2 separate regions of the Anas platyrhynchos genome follow, and region 1 is linked to region 2. Evidence: chromatin contacts called from public Hi-C data. All regions are on one chromosome and are shown on one strand. The core of a region is the stretch at or near the end of the contact, and the rest is flanking DNA. Distances in the headings are between cores, read along the strand shown. Region 1 has its middle 7.6 kb from the start of KCNE1. Region 2 overlaps SMIM11 (small integral membrane protein 11).

The links. A called contact is a pair of places that touch in the nucleus more often than the background predicts.
Region 1: a contact with region 2 is called in a Hi-C map of subcutaneous adipose tissue, with 2.2 times the contacts expected there. The contact joins two enhancer-like sites. A contact is called at or near these places in 2 of 8 Hi-C or Micro-C datasets (liver and subcutaneous adipose tissue).

Annotation. Positions count from the first base shown.
Region 1 is chr1:111,365,489-111,371,073 of IASCAAS_PekinDuck_T2T, forward strand. No RefSeq gene overlaps it. Among named protein-coding and RNA genes, the nearest start is that of KCNE1, 7.6 kb to the left of the region's middle. Within about 2 kb of position 4,318, at least 3 of the 8 cell types and tissues checked have an H3K27ac peak or open chromatin away from gene starts, as enhancers often do.
Region 2 is chr1:111,312,284-111,317,628 of IASCAAS_PekinDuck_T2T, forward strand. SMIM11 (small integral membrane protein 11) reads left to right here. Exons shown (of 5, transcript XM_027449146.3): 4 at 402-581; 5 at 2,352-2,547. The coding sequence ends at 569. Among named protein-coding and RNA genes, the nearest start is that of C1H21orf140, 8.2 kb to the right of the region's middle. Within about 2 kb of position 2,633, at least 5 of the 8 cell types and tissues checked have an H3K27ac peak or open chromatin away from gene starts, as enhancers often do.

The sequences.
Region 1 (5,585 bases), core at 3,068-5,567, 55 kb after region 2:
AGGGGCCTGGGAAAGTGCACAGACCCTCCCCCTTCCTCCCACCTCCCCAGCGGGAAAGTTATGTTCTTGCTTGGGAGATAATGGAAAAAGAAAATCTGAGAGCAGCTGTTTGTGCTCGAGGATCCATCTGCCGCACCACGTAGAGCTTTGATGCCCGTTTTAAGAGGCACGACACGGGCAGCTGACTTGCTGATAAAGGAAAAGATATCGCGGGAGGCTGGATGCTCACACACCCGCAGGTTTGGACCTCACCCAAATGCAAAGGCTGACCTAGGATGGAGCCAGCTGGTTGTGTCGCCACGACAGCCAGTGCTGACACGATTCAACAGCGGGTGAGCTCAGGTGTTTAATGCAGTCACATTTCTAATGCGTTTAGGATGCTCCCCAAAAGTATTACTGCTGCATCGGATGCAACACAGAGGTTGAAAAGAATCTGGACCTCTGTGAACAGACCTTGTACATGTCTCAAAACATCACCCTGCATTGTCTACCACGTTCCTTGAAAAGCGCTTTAAAAGCTTCACCACTGCCAAATACCATCTTTACCTGTAATAGATGTTTAAAACCAGCTGTTCCACAAGGCACAGAGCGAAGGAAACTCGCTTTCCTGTGGATATCCACTTTACAATTGGATATTTTGATACTCAAAGAAAACACAAAAATCCACAACCAAAAAAAAACCAAAAAAACAAACCCACAAAATGACAGAAGTGTTCCAGGAACGTAGGATATTTGCCATGTGCATTTTCTGTGCCACGTTGATTTTCTATGATAAATAAAATGTTCTTTATTCCTTTGCCCTCATTAGAGGCACTGTAGGCATCTCTCCTGCATCCAGCCATTATTTATCATCTTCTCTTGGAAGCTTCCCGTACCTGGCCAGACCTCAAGATATCTGCAGTATAAATTCTCCACACGCTTCCCGTCTGCAGCCCTCTTTGTGGGGTTTGTTTGTGGAGCTGGTGCAGGACTTGCTGCGCCATCTGGCAACGTGCAATCAAGTGGAGCATGGGGAAATTGAGAAGTCTGAAAGCAAAATAGCTAGCATCTGCAGATACCAAGCAGCCTTACAGCCAGCCAAGCTGTGGTGTCATCGGCAGAAACCTCCATTTCCAGATCCAGGCTTGGTGATTTTGCAGTGTCAGCTGCGGAAGCGCTTTCTTTTTCAAGGGCTGGGGTTGACTAACACCTGCAAAGTGGCAGCCTGCTCCCCTCCCTTTCACCCTAGGTACCGGGAGGCAGCACCTCTGGCTACCTTCTGGCTGTAAGGAGCAGGTAACAGAGCAAATGTACCTCTCCAGAGCATTTCTTTTTCTGCCAGCAGCTGTTTAGATGCGCAAGCTATTCTGCATGCCTTGGCTGAGCAGGGAAGGCATCCACTGCAGCTAAAAGGAACAGCTCTGGCATCCTCTCCCAGACCGTAATTCTTTCCTTTTCCACCACCTCTCGCAGTCCAGCCTGCACCAAGTGGCACAACAGTGGGATTTAGACTGGTTCAAATACAAGTTAGAATAGGGCCCAACTTTTAAACCGGAATCTGAATCTGAAAAGGCCTTTAAAGACCTGGTTAGGAGAGGCCTAACCAGAAGATCCATTCATGACAGGCACCAGACAGGGATTCATGAGGAAGATTCATGAGGCAGAGACCTCCGTGAGCCTGGTGTTTGCAAAGCGTATGCGTCACTGCGAACAACAATTAATCACAGCTGTTAATCCGAGCAGTTCTTCTTCCCTCCTCCACACAGCCCACGCATCTTCCACAGCTCTCAACAACCCTAATACCCGATGAGCAACAAACCCCTACAACAACACAGCAACACCTTGCTTCCTTATTGACGTTCTGGCATAGAAACCAGGCTGTGCATAAAGCGAGTCCCAAAATGTCTCCAGCAACATACCGGTCACATAAGGGAGACAAGGATCAAGCACTGAGCAGTGCTATTTCGGAAACCTTTGGGAACAGAAGGAGGTTCTAGGACACGTGGGTGAGTTAGTTCATTGTGCTCTGTGGAGAAGGATTGGGTATTTACTACCAGCCAGCAAGCCCTCCCCCAAACACAGCGCTATTCATTTCCTGCGTGATTCCACAGGCTGACAACGCATGGAAAGTTCTGGCTAAATGTCTCTCCCACACAGCACAATTTGGCAGAGGGATTAGCAGCGTAATGTGATGCACCTTCTTTTTAATCTCATCTAACGATTTTGACTGCTTAACACTCTCCTTACTCAGCAGCCAGCCATCAGAGCTGCTCCTCAGGAAGCGCGTACCAGGACACCGCGCTACACTCGGGAAGCTTTTTGACCTACCTACAGGAGCTATATTACAGCAGCACTAGCCTGTAATTAAGGTTGTGTCAAAGTTTCCATTCTGTAATGTTACCCTGGAAGGAGAGAGTAGACAGAGCTGAAGGTACCTCGAAAACTCATGGTAACACATCAAATTGCTTGGGGTATTGTATTGTACAGCTGAGACTTCAAACCAAGTACCTTGCTGGGAGTCACCCAAACGAATCCAAGACCTTGCTGTCTGATACAAGTCCCTTCTCCCTTCTTGAAGATTTCAAGCAGCATAAATCACGTTATTTTCATGAGACTGTAGATTTTTCATCTCACTTTTCCTTATGGGATCTGAGGTGGTAAAAGCCCTCGCTCTTTCTACTAGTCCTGCAGCACAGCTTGGTTAGCATTCCCCTGCCCTTTGTGAGCAAGCTGCATCTGAGCACGCTTCCTCAGATGTGGCAACATCCTCTGACCTGGTCCTTTGGATAAGCTCAGCTTTACACTGTAGAACATGCACACGACAACAGAACATACATGTATGTACCAGCTATCGGACTGAATTGTCTTCTTAAAACAAAAATTCCCAGAAAACAACGGAGTCCTTAAAACTAAAAATAGGTGAAGAAATTACCCATGCTTGTACTTTTTAATATACCATGGCTGTGCTTGGCTGAACCTTGAGGGATAGACCCTGATCAGCACCACGACTGGTAAGGTCACTTGATCTGTCCACTTAGTTCACGTTCAGGTGGTGAAGCGAGGTCAGTGGATTGCACGTGTGCCACTGGAGCATGAGGAAGTAGAGGCTTCCTCGCTGCAAACCTCTGAGACAAGGAGGAAGGTCGGAAGCTGGGAGGCACTTGGCGTTGCATGAGGAACCTGGTGCTGTGGAGCATGTTTTGGGAGATGTGCTCTTGTGCCAGGAAGGGCCAGCTGCTGGAATTGGAGCTCTTGCAAGGAGGACCAGCGTGGCAGTCTCCGTACTGCAGGTGGGTACAAAGAACCTGGAGGACTGCTGCCTCCACAGCGAGGAGACATACGTGAGGGCATTGAGGAGTGTAGGGAGACGAAATCTGAGCTGAGCCTGCTCTGATATCCAGGTCAAACTCTGGTTCCCTGTCTCCCTTCCTTCCCATACCCAGACTCCCAGTTCAGCCTCAGGAGTCTCCTTCGCCTCTCGTTTCCCCCATGACTCCATGCAGGCTTGGCACTAGCCAGGGTAGGCCTCTGGCTGCCTCACACTCTGGGCTGAGGTGAGCCTCTCACGACCAAGAAAAACAGCTGCGGTTGCTGCTGGCCATCCTGCCTGGGACACAGGCAGAAGTGAGTGACAGATGCCAGCACATAACCTGAGACACTTGGCCACTCATCGAGGAACCAGACTAGACAAAGGGACACTGCACCAGCCCTGCTCTCTCCTCTCCCCACACAGTGCCTTGCAGTGCCTTGGATCAGGTCACATATGATAAAACCATCTCAAACACTGCAGGGAAACAGCAGCAGACACTACTGACAGCTATTGAAATCAGCTCGCCTGCTCCTAGTATTTCTTTAGGTCCTCCCTCCAACTTTTCCTACCACATTATGCTCCCTCTCTTCCCTCCGTCTCAGTCTGACCACCACCTGTTCCTCCTAAAATCTCAAAATAGGAAATCTCATGGAAAAATAACATGTGGAAGAATGGACTGCAGCACGCAAAAACTCTTCTTGAAAACCTTTTTCATCTCTTTAAATGAACTTCTTTGTATGGCTGAGGAAATACAAGCCTAACTCCAATCTATCTAAGATGCACTTAGATATGCTTCTTAAGACAGCATGGGCAGCTACCTTGTTTCAGAAAGAGCCACCTTATGCAGAATGGAAAAGCAATCACAGGCAAGACTTTTCCCTGCAGCACTTTTTTTCCTTTACAAAAATAGAACTCCTTCCAAGTGTCCTTCGACACAAACAAGGCCATTTGCCTTCAGCCAGAATAGTGCGTGTTACGACATGCAATCGGTTTGACCTTCAGCATCAGAACAAGGAAGATGCTGTAATTCCCTCTCACAAGAGATATGCTGGCATGCATATTCTCATTGCATGCTCTCCTTTCTTTGAATGAGGTACGAAGTACACACAAATCATTTAAAAGGTAAGTTTGAGAAGTAATTATGTAGCTGAACAAAAAATTCCACGCAGCATTTAGTTCACCGTCTGGCAGCTTCTGCAACCCTGAAAAGATCAGAAACAGCATTTTTAGGAACATTTGAACAGGACGTGGGATATCCGAGGATATCGAGAAGACACCAAAACCACTGAAAGATCTGTCACTTTCTAGAGGAATAAACAAGCTGCCTCCACAGATTTTCACTGGTGAAGTGCCAGCTGACTGTTGATCTGTTTGTCCTCACTGAGCAGGGGACAACAACCAAACCAGTGGTAAACACCCTGGCTTTCTACCCAGAGGTACTTCAGCACCTGAACCATTTCAGTCACTTCTTGCTGCTTCAAGCCACGCCAGGCTGGCGTTACCAAACTCCTCATTACAGTATGGGCAAAATCTTAGGAGGGGAAAAACAAGAGGTATAAAGGGTTAGGGTACACATCTGTCTTTTATGCCAAGTCAGGTATTTTTGCAGCTTTCATAAAAATCAATACATTGATCATTAGTTTACTTATAACAACCCAACACCATTCAACTCCAATACTGGGAAAAGCCAAAAAATCCACATTGCTGTTAAAAACACCTAGTGTAACTGCTGCTTTTTGCATTAGTCTGGCTGTAACTCACATTAAGAAATGCTTTTGAATGAGCTAAATTAAATACAACCTGTGAATTAGCAACATTTGATATATATAAACTAGTATTTGAACTTCATCTTTCACAGTGAAAACTGACTGGACACACGTATGTGTTCTTTGTGCCTGTTCAAAGCAAGCAGTATTAAGAAAAGTTGACAAAAATCCTTTGGAGTTTTTTGTTACAATAACTTAAACACAACTAGCAGTAGGTAACACTAGCAATTTTTACTCATTTACATGGCACAAAGCTCAGCCAGGGCAGCCAGCAGGGAGAATGATAAAGCAACCCCTTCAGAACTACATCCCAGGCTGTTTCTATCCTCTAGCATAAAATCACACCCCACTTTTAACACACAGCTTCACTGCTGGTTACAATTCCTTTGAGATGGCTCACTTAAATAGGGGAATTGGATTAACACTAGTTTGAAAAGTCTTAATGCAAAGAAATCTTTAAAGCTAGAAGCTTTAACCATCTCTGCAAGCCTGCAATGCACGCTAGCCTTTTACAACTTGTTTTTCTTGCA
Region 2 (5,345 bases), core at 1,383-3,882:
ATCTTGACAGCTGATACGCATGGTTCCATCAGTCATATCAAAATTATTCAGAAGCATTTTATCTTTTATAAGCATCCTAAGATACCTAATTCTTTCCTTTTTTCAGCTCCAGCTTTTGCCAATACTCCATTTCCTGTAACGAAAACAAAAGCAACAAAGACCTGTTCAAAAGAGTTTCATATGCAAACTTGAGTAAAGTGAGCCTGTTTTTGCCCTTCCCCCTGGGCTATATACCTAGTCTAAAATTCCCTACAGAAAAAAAAAAAAGTGTCAACAGAGGAACATTACCATTGCTTTGAATAATGCCATTGCTCTAGGAAGCTATATAGCAACCCTGTAGAATAATTTTTAATTGTACAATTGTTCCAGTAACTGCTTAAATATATTGTTTTGTATTTCAGGCTTTGGAGAATTTCCCACTGCTGATGTACATTTTGGCAGCTAAAACGTTGATTCTTTGCTTAGCGTTTGCTGGCGTAAAAATGTATCAGAGCAAAAAAATTGAAGAAAAATTGAAGAGGGAACGTGAAGAGAAATTGAAAAGAGAAGCAGAGAAGAAGGATGATTGAAGAGTCTCTCAGGTATAGAATTTATTTGACATCCTGGTGTTTGATAATGACATTGCTATATTAATCCCATTATGTTTTGGCTTGGATACATTTGGATTGTGCAGTTAGAACTATTACAGTTATCTGAGTCCTTCTAATACTTGCTTCCTGTGGTGCTTCAGTTTATTTACACATCCAAATCATGCCCCATTTTTGTAAGAAATGCAGTTTCTACCAAACAACTTGTCAGCCATTGTTTGTGGCTTAGGGGATCTTAGCACAATATTCATTTTCTGTTCTAAATCACCTTGAATTTTTTATGCCCAACCAATTGCACAGGAAGTCCTGATAAACAAAGAAATGGTTGAATTGGGGCAAAATTTGCATGAGAGACTATGCCAGACAGAATGATGTGTTAAGACCCCTTGGCCTTAAGTCACGTAGTTAAGATAGAAAAGAGTCAGCCATTCCGTGTGAGTTGAATACATGACAAATTGTTGATGGTTCAGCCTAAAGGGCCAAATCTCATGCCACGAAGCTTCTCAAGGTAACAGAAATGCTGCAGGTTATACAATGTAAGACCCATCATCCATACTTCACTGTGAAAAATGGACATCCTTCTGCATAAAATGCTAAATGGACATAGCTACATTTCTAAAGTTTGGGATTTTCAATCCCCATGTTGGATTCCTTCCCACTATTTTGAAAGTTTAAGCAATCATTGCCTGATTGGATCAAATCCATTAGCAAAATGAGTGTGGTTTAGTTCTGAGATTATGTTCCCAGGCTTGCTTGATATGTGACTTTTGTATCAATTCATTTCACATTTCTCTGTTCTGAAGCAAAATGGGAATTCTATTCCTGCCTGCCCTTTGTAAACTCAGTGGGAGTTTGATATAATGTTACTCTTTACTAAGCTAGAAAACTTAATTTCCCTTTTTGAGGTCATCACCTGACATATGAAGAGAGTTTCAGTTTTTAGAAATGTTTACTAGTTTTGATTTCAAACCTATCACTGTCTTATTTCATGCAACGGGGAGTGGAAATTGTGACTAGAAATGGGGCCTGGAAATAACCATGGGAACAGAGCGGTTCACTCACATAGCAAAAACCAACAAATACAAAGGTGTTTTTCAGTCCCCTGTTTACATCATACTGAGGACTCGTGTCTGGGCACACTTGCCATTTTAAATTCTTTCTTAAAATCAGTTTAGCTAGCCACAGAAAAATGTGAGAACGTTTTACTTTCAGCTTAGGCTGAGTAAGTCGGACAGTGTAAGTTATATGAAGTTTTAGTAATAAACAAATGGGAGATGGGCACAAGGGCACGCTGCCCTGTGAACGAGCAGGCCTGCTGCTTTTCATGAGGAGACCTTTTTGTGCTCTGTGTGCAGCCCTGGGCTGCAGAGAGTTCTGCCTGGCAGAGCCCATAGCCCAAAGGATTGCTGCACCAGGGTAAGGAGCTCATTCCGCAAGGCCTGTGGGTCTGGTGTGTGTCGTTGACCTTGTTGAATGACTGGCATTAAAGCATCCCTGACCAAAATCTTCTTGGTCACCCAGAATGGCCCAGCAGAGGCCCAGTCTTTCCTAAATTCTGCTGTCTCTAGGACAGTCAGTGTGTCGTTCTATAATGGGTCTGTGGGAAGGGGTGAATGCTCCTGCCCTAAAAATGTTCTCCCGTGTCAGCACTGTGGAGCTGTGATTAGCTCCGATTGCAGCGTGCCACGTGGGCAGGCAGATTTAGCCCATGTGCTGCTAGCATATCATGCCTGCTGTTCTCACTGCTGTTTCCCCACCCTGCAGATTTTCTGACACTTGGCAGCTTGCTCGGATTCCTTTCCTGGGAGAACGAAGGCTTTCCGTAGATGAAGGATGTGTCAAAGGAATAAAACCCTCAAGAGTAACATTCACTTAAACTGTATCTCAACTTTTTATACGTACAGCAAAATATCTAAGCCTCTATTTATGCAATAAAAAACTTTGTAAAAAAAAAAAAAAAGTAATGGCCTTGGTTATTGCTTACTCAAATGCTACACTGGAGCTGCAGGGGAGGAAGTTTTTAAAGATTAGCTGAAAGCAGGAGGCTGGTTTTGAAGAGATAACACTGAGTGCATCATGGATGTGTGCAGGGTACACGGAAAGGCAGAAGGAATTGGGGATGTTTCTGTGCAGCTTCTGCAGACCAACTGCTTCCTGCAGGAGTGTAAATCTTGGACTTGCGGGCCTTTTATTAAATCTGGATGAACAAATCCAATACAGCCGATTTTCAGGGCAGGTCTTTTTCAAACCACTTTCCATACCTGGGATTTACCTTAGGATAACGCAAATCACAATGTCAATATGAAAACCTTTGGTGAAGTTTAATGATAGGAGGTGTCTTGTATTATTTCGCTTTGTATAGTGTCTGAAGACTGTGTATGGCTTACTATTTGTTACTTGGCCTAGGAAATAGAGACAGTTTTTTTATTGCCATTACTAGCCATTCCTGCATGTTCAATAACACCAAATCTTGGAGGGTAAGCTAACTTGGTCATGGTAAGTTAATCAACAGAATAGTTTTTTTTTTGCACAGAAATAAAGTTTTAGGCATGTGTAGCAATGGCAACAGATATGTTTGCCTTCACGTTTCCATTATAAAGCACTTTCCAGATCCTTGTATCTTGTGGAAGCGAAGATGATGCTGAAATCTGACAGTGTAGAGTGAAGAGGAGGGGAGAGCAGAGGTGGAGGGCCCTTGGAGAAGCCTTGGGACCCCAGCAGGACATGGGAGGCCTCTGGTACAGCTCGCTCCTGCCCTCTCCCTGTGGCTGCAGGCTGAGGTGCCTGGTGTGGTCACGCAAGGATGCTCTGCTGCAGTGCCCTTTTCACAAGCGTTATCTGACTGCGTGTGCAGCTGGCACGACTGGTGCTCAGGCAGCTCTTGGTGTGCTTGCGTTACTCACCATCAGCTGCAGGGATTTTTAAAATCTCACTGTTCATGCAGTAGCCTTGGTGACCAGGGAATGCAAGCATTGCAGAAACCTGTTCCTGGGATAGATAGAGCAGTATCTTTCCTAGGGCAGTGTCAGGACTGCCTGGCAGGAGAATTTTCAGTACCATTGTAAATCAGCTGTTTTCTTCCACTGTCTCAGCAGTCGTCTATGTATGCAAACATGGGACTGAGTGGTAATTTAATTAAATGGCTCTGCGGTGTTTAGTGAGGACAGACTCTTCTAACCACTTCCATTAAACAGCTTTGAGGGAAATTGTTGAAGGAAACACACCAAGAAGTTTAGCTAAACCACATGCCCAAACCTTAAGAGGAAATTGTCAGGGTTGTGTAGTGTCTTCCAGCCTCAAAAGCAAGCAGCATGTTGGCTCCGTGCAGTCATCGTTTGCCTTTGAATATTGGCCTCACTAGATTTTTTTGGAATCTCAACCAGGAGTAGATTTTTCTAGTCCAATAGTAAGAATGCTGTGTAGTTTGTTTGTATATTTTAACTGAAAGCAGAGCTATTCTCCTCTTCAATACAGCTACCCTATAAGCAGAACCAAAGGCACACAATCTCCCTTTAAAGCAAGTCATTTAGCATCAAAACAATTGAGCTGAAGACTGGTATTAAAATCTGGGGGAACATAGCATGCTAAACACGTGCAGGACTGGAATTAACACAAGGAGCCCCTTTTTTGTTCCTGGATTGAACATGGACAAAAAAGCAGTTATGAGGAGTCTCCTCAGAAGTGCTCCACATCATGACCTCTTTGCATCCACAGCCATATCTGAAAACCTGTTTGTGTGTTTAAGGCTTCAGGTCTGGTTTCAACCTGGATTTTATTCTTTTTTTCCTTCATAGTAGCAATACAGTCTAGGCAACCCCTAGTGCTTGTAATGGGTCTGGTCTCATAGCAGGCTGATATCCTGGAGGTTCAAAAATTAGAAGAGATCTTATCTGTTCCCAAATCTGAACCATTTTTTCTTCTCTAGTATATGTGGACAGAGACTTGACCAATGCTATGAAGGCCAACCAAGGAGAACGTACCTGTGTTTCCTTTCATTGGGTAGGTTACAGCAGGTTTCTTTACCTGTGGACATTGTATGTGCCACAGTGGCAGCCTTGAACAAGAAAATATGCTGACACTGGGGGGAGACAGCAGCTCAGATTTGTTTGTTTCCTGTTCAGAAACCAGCTGGGGATCTCGAAGCCTGTTTTCTTACTGAAAAAAAAAAGCATTATATCATTAGTCTAGGCAAGTTTACAAGGGGAATAGAGAATTCATCTGAGTTTCTGCAAGCAAAAGGAGGAAGCAAGAAGAGAGAGTCTTGAAGTGCAGTGTGCATGAGTTTGCAGCTTGTTGGACAGCAGGTAGTCTACACAGGCTTCCTTTGCAGATGTTCCCGTCTCAGAAAGCGAGCTAGGTCACACTCTTCTGGTGCCTCCGGAGCTACAAATTCTTTCCTTCACCCACCGTGTTCCCCAAAATGACTCTCTTCAAAAAGAGCACTCATGTTGTACAGATGGGCAACTTAATCTTAGGCAGCACCTCACTTGCACGGGTGTTTCACTGTTGGATGTTGTCGCTGTCAATACTGCCCAGTTGAAGAAGGCTGACAAAATAATTGTTTAAAGCTTTTAGTGTTTGCATCGTTAAGCTTTCTTCTGCTTACATGAAGGCCGTGTGGTTCTAAACAAAAGACAAAATTCTTGCGAGGTAATAAATTAGCTGTTCTAAATTTAAGGAAAACACTAAATATTGAACAGATTCTGAGAGAGAGGACTGAAGTGGCTGCTGGAACAAGGCTCTTCCAGCACAAAGGAG